Linked DNA regions of Ovis aries: region 1 is linked to region 2. A link is a contact called in public Hi-C data. All regions are on one chromosome and are shown on one strand. Each heading gives the region's core, a stretch centred on a gene start, on an enhancer-like site or on the middle of the called end of the contact. The rest is flanking DNA. Distances are from core to core; before and after follow the strand shown.

The links. A called contact is a pair of places that touch in the nucleus more often than the background predicts.
Region 1: a Hi-C map of liver shows a contact between it and region 2, with 5 times the contacts expected there. The contact joins the enhancer-like site here to the promoter of HNF4A in region 2. A contact is called at or near these places in 8 of 16 Hi-C or Micro-C datasets (blood, hypothalamus, liver and 3 more).

What each region holds. Positions count from the first base shown.
Region 1 is chr13:72,840,952-72,848,011 of ARS-UI_Ramb_v3.0, reverse strand. LOC114117633 (a long non-coding RNA gene) reads right to left here. Exons shown (of 3, transcript XR_003591289.3): 3 at 5,516-7,060. Among named protein-coding and RNA genes, the nearest start is that of TTPAL, 6.5 kb to the left of the region's middle. Within about 2 kb of position 5,226, at least 3 of the 54 cell types and tissues checked have an H3K27ac peak or open chromatin away from gene starts, as enhancers often do. A contact at or near this core is called in liver, where this site is marked.
Region 2 is chr13:72,777,545-72,784,927 of ARS-UI_Ramb_v3.0, reverse strand. It overlaps HNF4A (hepatocyte nuclear factor 4 alpha), which reads right to left and starts at 5,437. Exons shown (of 10, transcript NM_001205153.1): 1 at 5,329-5,437; 2 at 956-1,130. The coding sequence starts at 5,416.

The sequences.
Region 1 (7,060 bases), core at 3,977-6,476, 63 kb before region 2:
CGGCGAGTCCAGGTTGCCATCCCAGATACTGCCAGCAGGAGGAGAGGTGTGGGTACCTCGTCGCTCAGTCTTGTCCCACTCTTGCCTCTTGTGCCTCCTCCTTCTCTTGCCTCTTTATTTTTACAAGATGGGAAACAGGCTTAGAGAAGGAGAAGGAATTGCCTGTGGCCACGCATGATGAGTTTGTGATTGAGTTGGGAACTGAGCTTCTGTCTTCTGAGTTTCTGCCTTGGATCCTCAGACGTAATGGACTTTGAACTACTCCTTGAGAAGGTCCATTTCTTCATGTGTGAAATGATAGGTGGTGTTCCTTGTGTAAGGGGTTCTTGGGAGACTTCAGTGGGATGGCATATGCAGAATTCTGATACATTGAATCATGAAATATCTGTTGATTGATAATGACCACCCCACTCGAGAACAGAAAGATCACTGGAGGGGGGACAGCTTGCCCTGCATCTTGGTTTGAAGGACTCTAAATATCCTGCCCTCTAAACCTCCTCCAGTCTCTGAAGAAAAAAGCCGGACGTCGAATGTGTGCTGGAGGAGCCTGTTTGTTTTCAAGGCACGTGATTCTAAAATAAACTCAGACGATCTAGAACCAGCCTCAGTATTTTTTTGTAATAACCTAAATTCTGTTGTTGTTGTTTAGTCACTAAGTCGTGTCCTAATCTTCGAGACGCCTGCGACCCCATGGACTGTAGTCTGCCAGGGACTCTCTGTCCATGGGATTTCCCAAGTCAGAATACTGGAGTATGTTGCCATTTCCTTCTCCAGGGGATCTTCCCAACCCACATCTCCCTTTGGCATCTTCAAACTCATATCTTCTGCATTGGCTGGTGGATTCTTTACCATTGAGCCACCAGGGAAACCCTCAACCTAAATTCTGACTTTTTAATGTTTATTAATTTGGTGGCTCTGGATCTCAGTTGCGGCACACGAGATCTTCGATTTTTGCTGCATCACATGGGATCTTTAGTTGTGGCATGCAAACACTTAGTTACAGCTTGTAGAATCTAGTTCCCTGAACCAGGGAGCCAACCCAGGCCCCCTGAACTGGGAGTGTGGAGTCTTAGGCTCTGGACCACCAGGAAAGACCCTTCTCTGAGTTCTTGAAATAGCCACCAGTTCTTCCAGGGCAGGCCCTGTGTTGGAGAGAAACTATTGGGAAGGGAATCAAAAAAAAGCAGAAGGACTAGATGAAGATAGGGATGGGAAACGGAGCCAGAAAATCTCAGAGAACAGGCCATAGTTTTTCTTAATGATACGCAGAAAGCATATTTATGTATATGTGTATAGACATACATGGGCCTCCCAGGTGGCTGGTAAAGAATCTGTTTGCCAATGCAGGAGACATGGGTTTGATCCCTGGGTCAGGAAGATCCCCTGGAGAAAGAATGGCAACCCACTCCAGTATTCTTGCCTGGAAAATCCCATGGACAGAGGACCCTGGTGGGCTGTAGCCATGGGGTTTCAAAAAGAGCTGGACACGACTTAGTGACTAAACAAACAACAACAATATACGTACATAAAATATACATATGTGTGTACATGTATCTATATGTTTATAAATATTTGTATATATATAAATATTTAGTTCTAGCCACTAAAATAGCACAGAAACAATGACTAATCTAGCAGTACCTACCACTCAGATTCTAGTCTTGAAAGCCTATTTTCTCTTTAAAAAAATATAAGGACCTCCTAGAGAAACTGCTGATTCCAGATCAGCAGTAGGAAATATGCAAGATAAGCCTGGAATGTCTTGTCATATCAGATAATAAGGAAGCTATCAAAGGCCCTAGGGTCACATCCAAAGGACTTGGAAATCAACCTGAAGATGGGACAATTTCAGCTGCAACAAAGACAATACTTGCCGTTAACTGAAACATCAAATATGCTTCAGTACCTGAGTTCATAATATTTGGCAAAAACACGAATTGCTTATCTTCTGAAGATGGAATTGAAAAAGTATAATGCCTTTCCAATATGAATTCTACCACCAAGTAACCTAATAATAGATTAAGAAAAGCATCTTTTTGTGAAATTAAACAAGACCGGGAGCTGACTGTGGCTCAGATCATGAACTCCTTATTGCCAAATTCAGACTTAAATTGAAGAAAGTAGGGAAAACCGCTAGACCATTCAGGTATGACCTAAATCAAATCCCTTATGATTATACAGTGGAAATGAGAAATAGATTTAAGGGACTAGATCTGATGGACAGAGTGCCTGATGAACTATGGATAGAGGTCCATCACATTGTACAAGAGACAGGGATCAAGACCATCCCCATGGAAAAGAAATGCAAAAAAGCAAAATGGCTGTCTGAGGAGGCCTTACAAATAGCTGTGGAAATAAGGGAAGCGAAAAGCAAAGGAGAAAAGGACGGATATACCCACTTGAATGCAGAGTTCCAAAGAATAGCAAGGAGAGACAAGAAAGCCTTCCTCAGTGATCAATGCAAAGAAATAGAGGAAAACAACAGAATGGGAAAGATTAGAGATCTCTTCAAGAAAATTAGAGATACCAAGGGAACATTTCATGCAAAGATGAGCTCTATAAGGGACAGAAATAGTATGGACCTAACAGAAGCAGAAGATATTAAGAAGAGGTGGCAAAAATACACAGAAGAACTGTACAAAAAAGATCTTCATGACCCAGATAATCACAATGGTGTGATCACTCGCCTAAAGCCAGACATCCTGGAATGTGAAGTCAAGTGGGCCTTAGAAAGCATCACTATGAACAAAGCTAGTGGAGGTGATGGAATTCCAGTTGAGCTATTTCAAATTGTCAAAGATGATGCTATGAAAGTATTGCACTCAATATGCCAGCAACTTGGGAAAACTCAGCAGTGGCCACAGGACTGGAAAATGTCAGTTTTCATTCCAATCCCAAAGAAAGGCAATGCCAAAGAATGCTCAAACTACTGCACAATTGCATTCATCTCACATGCTAGTAAAGTAATGCTCAAAATTCTCTAAGCCAGGCTTCAGCAATACGTGAACTGTGAACTCCCAGATGTTCAAGCTGGTTTTAGAAAAGGCAGAGGAACCAGAGATTAAATTGCCAACATCTGCTGGATGATCGAAAAAGCAAGAGAGTTCCAGAAAATCATCTATTTCTGCTTTATTGACTATACCAAAGCCTTTGACTGTGTGGATCACAATAAACTGTGGAAAATTCTGAAAGAGATGGGAATACCAGACCACCTAACCTGCCTCTTGAGAAACCTATACTCAGGTCAGGAAGCAACAGTTAGAACTGGACATGGAACAATAGACTGGTTCCAAATAGGAAAAGGAGTATGTCAAGGCTGTATATTGTCACCCTGCTTATTTAACTTATATGCAGAGTACATCATGAGAAATGCTGGACTGGAAGAAGCACAAGCTGGAATCAAGATTGCTGGGAGAAATATCAATAACCTCAGATATGCAGATGACACCACCCTTATGGCAGAAAGTGAAGAGGAACTAAAAAGCCTCTTGATGAAAGTGAAAGAGGAGAGTGAAAAAGTTGGCTTAAAGCTCAACATTCAGAAAACAAAGATCATGGCATCCGGTCCCATCACTTCATGGGAAATAGATGGGAAACAGTGGAAACAGAGTCAAACTTTATTTTTTTGGGCTCCAAAATCACTGCAGATGGTGATTGCAGCCATGAAATTAAAAGACGCTTACTCCTTGGAAGGAAAGTTATCACCAACCTAGATAGCATATTCAAAAGCAGAGACATTACTTTGCCAACAAAGGTCCATCTAGTCAAGGCTATGGTTTTCCAGTGGTCATGTATGGATGTGAGAGTTGGACTGTGAAGAAGGCTGAGCACCGAAGAACTGATGCTTTTGAACTGTGGTGTTGGAGAAGACACTTGAGAGTCCCCTGGACTGCAAGGAGATCTAACCAGTCCATTCTGAAGGAGATCAGCCCTGGGATTTCTTTTGGAAGGAATGATGCTAAAGCTGAAACTCCAGTACTTTGGCCACCTCATGCGAAGAGTTGACTCATTGGAAAAGACTTTGATGCTGGGAGGGACTGGGGGCAGGAGAAGAAGGGGACGACAGAGGATGAGATGGCTGGATGGCATCACGGACTTGATGGACGCGAGTTTGAGTGAACTCTGGAAATTGGTGATGGGCAGGGAGACCTGGCGTTCTGCGATTCATGGGGTGGCAAAGAGTCGGACACGACTGAGCGACTGAAATGAACTGAACTGAGCTGAAGTGAACTGATACTGTCTAGGGATGCACACTTGGATGCTTAAACCATTAAGAAATGCAAGGATATAATTACTATAAAAGTCAGGTAAGCAGCTATTTGTGTGGAGAGTGGCTGTGATTAGGATGGGGTACACAGAGGGGCCTCTGGGGCGACTACAGGGTTCTGTTTTGTGACCTGGGTGGTGCTTATAAGGGCATTTTCCTCGTGATAATTCACTAAGATACAAAATTAATTTGCATGATTTTCTGCATCTGTGGTTTGTTTTTGTAGAAAGTTTTGAAGAAATGAAAGTAGAAGCACCCACCTCACTGCGTGTTAATGATGTGTGTACAAATACACATCTCTGAATATATGGCTTCTGGGAGCACCAAGTGCATAGAAGGTGGTCACTAAACATGAGTTCCCATCCCTGTTAATCCTGTAAAACACCCTTACTGGTGTGATTTCAGTGCCACGACTAACTTGTGTGACTAATCAAAAATAGTTAATGCTTATCAAGTGATTATTATGTGCCAGGCACTTCTCCCAGCATATTAAATCTAACTAAATCCTCATAACCCTATTATTATTATTCCCATTTTACAGAGAAGAAAACTGAGACTCAGAAAGGTTTTCATGGCCACACAGAACGTGATGGGGCAGCCTGATTCTGAACCTGGGCAGCCTGGCTCTCCAGTGGGTCTCATCCACTGTATGTATAACTTACTGTTTTCTATTTGGTGTTCAGTGCCCCCATTTGTGATAATAACTCCCCCTTATTGAGTGTCTGCCAATGTCTGTGCCATCCCTTGACACTCATTACCTGAATCTCACAACAGTCCTGGAAGGTGGAGAAGCTTGTTAACCTGCATTTAGCAGAGGGGAACTCAGGGCGGTGAAGGAACTTACCTGAAGGAAATGGCTGTGTCAGGGGTTTGAATTGTGGATGGGCAGGTTCATACTCTTTGGCCCTGTGATTCTGAAGAACAAAATGTTCCCTGCTCTTAACCAGATGCTCACCTGATGGATCTGACCCAGTGTGAGGTCACGGGTTGCTCAATCAGCCATCCAGAGCCTGACTTGGCTTGACAAGTGTCCAGACAAGTGTCCAGACCAAGGCTGGAGAAGCCAGGGGCTTGGCAAGTGCCAGGCACGCCTGACCCCATGAGGGGGTCGTAACAGAGCTTGTGATCCATAACCCCAGTGAGCCAGAGATTTGTTTCTCTGCGTGCCAAACTTTTTTGCTCCTGAGAGCCTCAGAATCAGGACCCAGGATACAGCTGGTCAGCTCTCTGACTTGAGATGAAGACGTGGTGTGGGCCGGTTGTATGGATTTCTCAGAAATGGTGAGGGCCCAGCTGTACTTTTCTGTTCACACACTGATTTTCTAACCTGAGTCAGGATGACTGATGGAGGTGCGGGCAGGCAGACTGAAGCATTTCCCAGACAGGGCCTGGAACGGTGAGGAGACCAGAGGGGCGTGAGACATCTCACCCCCTCTCTACCAGGACCAGCTGAAGAGCCTGCCTAGCTCAGTCTCACTGTATTATTTTTTAAGATACCTTTCATTACCAATTGGGCTTACCTGGTGGCTCAGCGGTAAAGAATCTGCCTGCAATGCAAGAGACTCAGTTTTGATCCCTGGGTCAGGAAGATTCCCTGGAAGAGGGCATGGCAACCCACTGCAGGATTGCCTGGAGAATCCTATGGACAGACGAGCCTGGCGGGGCTACAATCCATAGGGTCACAAAGAGTCGGACATGACTGAAGTGACTTAGCATGCATGCGTGTATTATTATCAGTTATTACTTTTATTATTCCTTCTTTTAAAAACCTTTTTTTTTTTTTTTCATTTTTTGGCCGTGCCACACGGCATGTGGGATCTTAGTTCCCTAACCAGGGATGGAACCCTTGTCCCCTGCAGTGGAAGCACAGAGTCTTAACTGCTAGACCACGAGGGAAGTCTGAGACACACTTTTACGATGGGGCCATCTTGCTAGTCCTGAGCCAGGTCCTTCGTTACAAGACCTGTGGACCCCCAATCAGACTGACCTAGGTTCAAAACCCGGCACCATCATATGAACTGCTGTGTGACCTTGACCAGTACCTGGCTCCTACAACTTAGTTTTCTCATCTGTAAAGTGGAAGAAAACAATCACCCCCCTCACAGGGCTTTATAAGGATCAAACACACACAGGCACCAAGAATAGTGCCTGGTACCGTCAATGCCACTATCATTATTCTTCCAGGCTAACAGCACTGACTCAGCGCAAAGGAGGCAGTCATTACATCTAGTTGAGGTTGCTGTGTCCTGGGATACGTCACCAGTCCATAGAGTGGCTGGGGTTCACTTGTAATAAAATAGCCACCTTTTATGAAGCGTTTACTGTGCACTCATCTCTGTATGCGCCATTTAACTACGTCTTCACTACCTTTCCAACTTGCTGATCTGCTGTGCTCAGTCACATCTGATTCTTTTGTGACCCTATGAACTGTAGTTCCCCAGGCTCCTTCTGCCCATGGGGGTTTTCAGGCAAGAATAGTGGAGTGGGTTGCCATTTCCTCCTCTAGGAGATCTTCCCAACCAAGGGATCAAACCCTCGTCTCCCCCGTCCCTTGCATTGCAAGCAGATTCTTTACTGCTGAGCCACCTTTCAAAGCTGACATGATTATCTCCATTTTATACATGGGAAAACAGAGGCTCAGAAAATCTGAGAAACTGTCTATGGGATCCATAGGTTAAAAAAGAAAAAACTAGTACATCTAGAATGGTTAAAATTGAAAAGACTGACTATGGCACTTGGAACTTTCGTACACTGCAGGTGGAAATGCAAGATGGTACAATTACTTTGGAAACT
Region 2 (7,383 bases), core at 4,188-6,687:
TCCTCCAGCTAACCAACCAGGAGCTGGAAAGGCCCTGTGGACTCTCTGAGAGCCCAACCCTGTCCCCCTAAACATGAGGGAACTGAGGCTCAGAGAGCGGACACGTGGCCTCAGATCACTCAGCTATGAGTAGAAGGCACTGCTATTTCCCACGTATCTTATTAAAAGCCCAGAGCCCAGAGCAGGCTACTGGCTGTGAATCAGTTTCAGTACTTGGTCCACATAAAGCCACTTTCTGGAAGGGCATATGGAGTAGAGGCAGGCAGGCGCCACCGTGGTTCTGGGTGGTGCCCTGTCAACCCCAGGCTCTGCGGTTGATTCAAGCTGGGTGACCTTGGGCAAATTCCCAGTCCTCTCCAAGCCACAGCTTCCTCATCTATAAAATGAGATAATAATAGTAACCTCTGCAGAGGGGTGTTGACAGGTGAAAATGAGATAATTACCCAAATAGGGCTCAGTGCAGTGTCTGTTCATAGTAAGAGCTTGTAACTACAGGTGCTATTATTTTATTATTGTTGTTACCCAGCAGGGGAGATGCTTCTGAAGGACGACTCTCCAAGGCCTTGAGAGAGGTGGAAAGGCCTGGGGCCAACCCCCTATTCACCACAGAAAAAGTGCCAGGTTGGGGGATGGGCCTCATCCTCTGTGGTTTCAGAGGAGACTTGATCTTAAGCCTCAGAGGTCCCCATTTGCTAAATGGGAAAAATCACGAAGAGCTTCCGGGAGCAGTTAATACAGGCAAAAACTTAGTATGGTGCCCAGAACATAGTAAGTGTTCAATAAAGGGATGACTAGAATAGACACTCCCATCTGATCTGCAAGGGTGAAGAAATCAGAGGCTTGAAGGCCTTGAAGGGCAGATGGCTCCAAGACCTACCCAGGGAGAAGACAGACCCCAGGGGAACATCAGCCCAAGTGCACCCGTTTCCCAGATGGAGAAATCGAGGCTCCTCACCTGCAGGAGTACATGTGGTTCTTCCTCACACTTCTCCGGAAGAAGCCCTTGCAGCCGTCACAGCTCGAGGCACCGTAGTGCTTGCCCGTGGCCCGGTCCCCGCAGATGGCGCACAGGGCGCTGACACCCAGGCTGTTGGGTGCATTGAGGTTGGCACCCTCTGATGGGGATGTGTCTGCACCGGAAAAGCAAAGAGTGAGGACGCAGGAGGGGCAGGAAGTCACCTCTCAGAGGCCCTGCTGTCCTGGTGGTTTATATTCAGAAAAGGAAGTGAACCTTGTAGGGATCTTTCCAGAGCTTCAGCCTCAGCTAGATCCAGGTGCTACTGACCCCCCTCAAAGAACTTGGGCAAGTTCCTTGCTGTTTTGGAACTCCCATTTTGCATCCATAACTTAGGGATGGTTGTGACACTGACTTCGCAGAGTTGTTTAACGAGGGTCTGCTCCTCCCCATGGTGGCAATCGCTAGCCTCAGCTTTCTCTGGGAAGGAATGAAGAAACTGGCTGTCTCCTAGGATGCGTCCAACAGTTATGGACCCTGATTGGCTGGGCAGAGGGGGCTATGAGAGGGGTAAATATTCCCCCATCATCTCCAGAACCAAGTCCTATTTCTTACTGAGTGACCAAGGCTGGGTGAGTCTCAACTTGGTACTCAGGGGCCTTGCAAATTCTGCCAGGAAACAGGAAGACATACGTCAAGGACAGTGGCTTGTTTGCCCTCCTGGGAGGATCATAGCAAGGATCTGGGCACCCCACAGCAAAAGCTACTGCACTGGGACTTCCCTGGTGGTCCAGTGGTTAAGACTCTGCATGTCCAGTGCAAGGTGAGTGGGTTTGAGTCCTGGTCAGGGAAGTAAGATTCCCACACACCGTGGGGTAAAAAAAAAAAAAAAAAAAAAAAAACCACCTGCTGAATCTATGTGAGGAGGGGGATAAGAGGTAGATGGCTGTGGTCTTGGTGACTAGTGCTGCCTCTTAAGTCGTCTGTGACCTTGGGCAAGTTCCTTTTCCTTGCTTCAGTTTCCCCTGGGCCTCAGTTTCCCTAATTGCAAAAGAGGGCAGATTGACTGGTTCAGTCGTTTTCAATTTTATCTTATATTTCCGCAACTGAACCCTCATTTTTATAAGCAACTCTTCCACCGAGGATAGACCTCTTAGAGAAGATGACACTGTGAACCATCTCCCCAGGAAAATGCTTACAGACACACAACACACAAAGTCATACACACACACACACACGTGTTTTCACCCTGAATCCAATCTTGGGCTCCTAGGGAACATCTAGCTAAGCACTGGACAGGGATATAGTGCTGTGGTTAAGAGCGTAATCTCTCTAGCCCTTCTGCCCAGTTTAAATCCGAGCCTGCTCACTTCTTAGCCATGGGACCTTGGCCACATTAATGTATTTCTCAGTGCCTTCATTTCCTCACTTGTGAAATGCTGTTGCTGCTAAGTCGCTTCAGTCGTGTCCGACTCTGTGTGACCCCCATAGACGGCAGCCCACAAGGCTCCCCCGTCCCTGGGATTCTCCAGGGAGTGGGTTGCCATTGCCTTCTCTGCTTGTGAAATGGGGCACATAATAATCTCTAGGGCTGTTATGAATGTTCAGTGAATCAATATGTGTGAAGTGCTTGGCAGGTAAGAAGCACTATATCAGTGTTTGTAAAATAAAAACTTTTCTGCAAAAGACGACTCTGGGAGCAGATGATTTCCAGCCTCCAGGCACAAGCGGACACACTGCCACATCTCATTTCTGTCATGTCCTGGCTGAACATCTCGTCGCCTCCGAGGGTGCCCAGGAGCACGGCCCCCTCCACTTGGTGAATTATTCCTGGAGATGAGGATAATTGTTAAGCTGCATTGGTGCCCTTTCTCCTCCAGCCTTGCCTCCTCCAACCACCGGGACAGCTGACCCTACAACTCAGGCGGAGACTGGGGGAAGGGCTCACACATCCTGGGCAGGATAGGCTGGGTGCTGCCAAGTAGCTCATCCTACACCCCAGGGTCAGGGGATGGTGCCCATTCTCCAGGTGAGAACATCAAGGCTCAGAAAGGACAGGACCTTCCCAGAGATCACACTGCTGCTAAGTAAAGGAGTCAGATTTATGGTCCAGGCATGCAGGCTGGTGCTGATCTGGCCAGTGCTGTCCTGTTGGCGTGTCTGCTGGAGCCTCTGATAAAGGACCCCCTGGTCCTTCTGAATCAGGGATGGGAGGTGGGTAGGGAGCTTAGAACCTTTGAGCTACCAACCCAGCACATATGCAAAACATCGCCCCAACTTTCTGGCCCACTTCAAACTCCAATGGGGAATGTAGACCCTTCTTAAAGATGCTCAGAGTTCCTGACCTGACTCATGGAGGGCGCAGGACCAGTTACCAGTGCTAAGCCCTCAGGTGCCTTATCACATGGGATCCTCTGGTTAGCCCTGGGAGGCAGGCACTATGATTTATTCTCATTTTACAGATGAGAAAATTGAGGCTCAGAGAGGAAAATGGCTTCATAAGTTTACACTGGTAGGAAGGATGGATGCCAGAATTGGAGCCCTGATCTTTCTGGCTCCAGAGCTAGAGCTGGCCTGTCTTTAGGACATCCCGTAAGGAGCTTAGCCCCTGCCTCGGGGACACACACTTCCTGGGAGCTGGAGGCACCCACTCTGAAGGGGTGATGGGACAGTCCAGGGCTAGACGGTGGTCGGTGTCTCGCACGCTGTCTCTGGGGTCACACACACCCCACCGAGTGCAGCAGCTTCCTGTTTACTGTGTCCTACATGTTTTCCCCTCAGCTCCCTCACGTGATCCCTGGACACTCCTGAAAGCCAGCAGGCCTGGAGTGACTAAGCCCATTCTGCAGAAGGAGCCAGGAGAGGGGAGGTGACATGCCCAAGGTCACACAGTGAGTGAATGGCAGGGGGAGGTGAGCAAATGGTGAGAGCGACCACGCATCACGCCCACTGACCACGGGCAGGGCAAATACCTCCCTCTGGCTGAGCTGAGCTGACTCAAGTGCTACAGAGCTTGGCTAAAGCTGCAGAACCATGGAAGGAAGGCAGGTGGGCTGCCCTCCTCCTCAGGCTGGCTTGTGACTGGTCAGGTCCCCGCATCCTGGCTTCCAAGCCTCCTCCCTTCCCCCACCTCCTTGTGGAGGAGATGTGCTCTCAGTGATAACGGGAGCGGATGTACAAACCTGGGGAGACACACAGGCAACGCAATCTGGTCTGAGACAAATGGACGTGTTGCTGATGTGACTCGCGTGTGTGAATGGCAACGGCATATCACATGAGCGCTGAAGAGAGCTGACCCCCCAGGACGGGGATGTGCACACGTACACAAGCAGGTACAAATAGGGGCACGAGACAGGATGCCCAAACTGGATATATGTCCAGGAAACCCAGGACGCACAAACCAATCCACGTCCAGAGCTCATACGTGCAAACGTCATGGACACACATACACACTCATCACTGCTTACCGTATACACACATTGCCGCTTACTGTACACACACTCATCGCCACTTATGGACATAAGCAAGATAAACACAGATATCCCTAGAGATAACAACAAACACGGACCCACTCAAAGAAGAAATGCAACTAGAAACAAATGCAGAACACGTGCACACACAGACCAGTGAACACAAACATGCAAATGGGTTCCTGCAGACATACATTTGCAACAAAGTCCACCGCTTGCCCACGTGTGTACATGGAAATTCAAGCACCCATGCCAATGGGAGGTTACAATCGCATACCAGTGAGCTTGTGCGTGTGCGCACACACACACACACACACACACACAATGCGCGTGCCCATGCGCACTGTTGATCCCCATCTCATTTAGCAAAACCTCCCTGAGAACTCCATTTTCTCTAAGTGGGGCGTTCACCCCAGGAAAGTCCCAAAGACACCCTGAAACACAGTCATGTCTCCATCCACCGTCTCTGGGGACGGGACATAACCTTTCCATCTCTCTGGACCTCGGCCCAAGGGGTTCAAGCAGAGGTCATGCTGGGCCCAATGGCTGGGGCTGGATGCCGAGAGGACGCTCACCATGAAGTCCCCGCTCCCAGTGACATGCTGCACAGCGACAGCTTTGGTCACAGGGACCACGAAGGCCTGGCAGGAACACCCAGGGCCTACTCTTGCTGCAGATGGCCCTGGCAGACCACCCCGCCCCCCGCCACCACCCCGAAGGCTTCTGGTCACTGTACCTGGGAACATTGACTTCACCTGGCAACACCTGTGCCCTCACTGACGGGACCACCACGCTCAGCTACCGCTGTCCCCCCAGCCCCAAACCCAGTGCGTCAGACTCGCTCCGGTACCTGGGTACACCTGCCCCCACCTGGCACACCTGGGCACACCTGCCCCCACCTACCATTGCCCATCGTCAACACCTGCACATTCTCAAACTCCAGGGTGGTGTAGGCTGGGTCCAGCGCAGCACTGTAGTCGGCCATGTCCATGTCGACAAGGGTTTTGGAGAGGCGCATCCTCCCTCTCCCCGCCTCGGCCGCCTGCCCTGCCCAGGATGCCCACCCCGAAGGCTCTGGGCTGAGCCCCGGCCTCTGCGCTCCGCCCTCCCACCGCCTCCTCCCAGCTGCCCTCTCTGCCTTCCTGCGTTTCAAACCGTCCTCTGGGAGGGTCTGCCGGGAGTCTGGGCCTAGCCTCTGCGCAGGGGTGGAGGCTCTGCTGGGGAGGGGTGGGGGTTAATGGTTAATCGGCTCCCCCCCCCCACCCCGGTGGACTGGCTGGGCGGGGCCCTGGGGATTTGGCTGTCTGTTGGTTTCTGGCTGACACCAGGGTGCTCTTACAACAGATGGGGGGCCCTAACACCCCAATAACGTGTTACCAGTCCTGTGAGACGACGGACACATGCTGTTTCTCCAGCACTCACTGGACCCTGACTCAGCCACCCTCTGAGTCACTGTCACCCCAAGTCATGCTGATACTGACATGCTCACACGCGCCCCCAGACACTGACAGCCCACCTCCAAGACGCCCTAACTCAGGAACTTCCCAAATCATTGACTTCAACCCTCTTATAGAGATAACGCCGTCTCATGGCTCATGAATCAGAAGCGTCGGTCTCAGGCCCCACATACCAGGTTTCTAGATCCTCGTTCTAGGAGGCCCCTTCCGGTTTCTTGCCTTCCCTAGGGGCAGGAAGGACTGAGAGGCCCAGACTCCTGTCTAGGTCCCCTCCCCTGCTCCCCAGGACCACACTCTGGCAACCACCAGCCCCCACAGTGCCCAGGTGCTCAGGCCCAGACAGATTCTATCACCCCTTTCCTTGTCACCTCCTCCAGCTCCCCCCCCTCCACCCCGTGCCTCCCCCACCCCCCAGGGAAGAAGGGAGGCTTATAGTCCCTTAGACCCGGATTAACATTCAGGCGCCTACCACCTACTAATCATGACTCTGGGTAAATGATTCTCCTCTCTGAGCCTCAGTTTCCTCTTCTAGAAAAATGCACAATCAACTTCAAAGGGTGGTCTGAGTATTAAATGAGTTGGCGTTAGGAAAACACCAAGCAGGTATCCATTTCCCTCCACCCCCACCCTCTTGGCCTCCCTTTCAAATCTCCCTTGTTTCTCTCCTCCCTCCAGAGCGGGGTTCGTGAGCGGGGTTCGCGGGCAAGCCACCCGAGCAGTGCACTCTGGGGCAAAGGAGCTCCCCTCTCACGCTCCTGTGTTTGCTTTCATGCTCGGCTATTCTGAGCAAGGGGCCTGCATTTTTGTTTGGGACTGGGCCCTGCTAATCTTGTGGCCTTCAATTCACGCCTAACGTTTTTCTTCTCATCCCCTCCAGCCCTCACTGCCCGCTACACAGACAGGGGCAAGAGCTCCCGATCTAGCTGGGCAGATAAGGTCTCGAGGTAGAGGTGGAAAGTGCAGGTCTGGGGAGAAGGACCTACGATTCTGGAGGCCTGGGAGCTTGTCCTCCTTTGTTGGCAGGAAGGGCCAGGCAGGGGGATTTGGTAATAAGGGCAAGGTGGGGGTGAATTAGTGAAAGAGGGCATTAATGAGTGAGTGGGTGGGTGAATTAATGAAGGAGTGAATTAACGAGTGGGTGAGGGACTTCCCTGGTGGTCCAGTGGTTAAAAATCCACCTTGCAAAGCAGGAGACTCAGGCCCAAGCCCCGCTTGGGGCACTAAAATCCCATATGCTTCGAAACAACTAAGCCTGCACCTAAACGACTGAGCTGGAGTGCCACGATGAGAGAGTCCAGGCACCGTAACAAAAGATCCTGCCTGATGCCACTAAGACCCCATGCAGCTAAATCAACATGAAAAGAAAAAAGAGTGGGTGAATTACAGACAGGGTGCATTCATACGCGAAAGAGTGAACTGAGTGGGTGAATTACTGAAGGTCTGAAAGGAATCAGAGTGAAATGGTGGACTAGTGAGCAAAGGACCGCACGAGTGGAAAGGT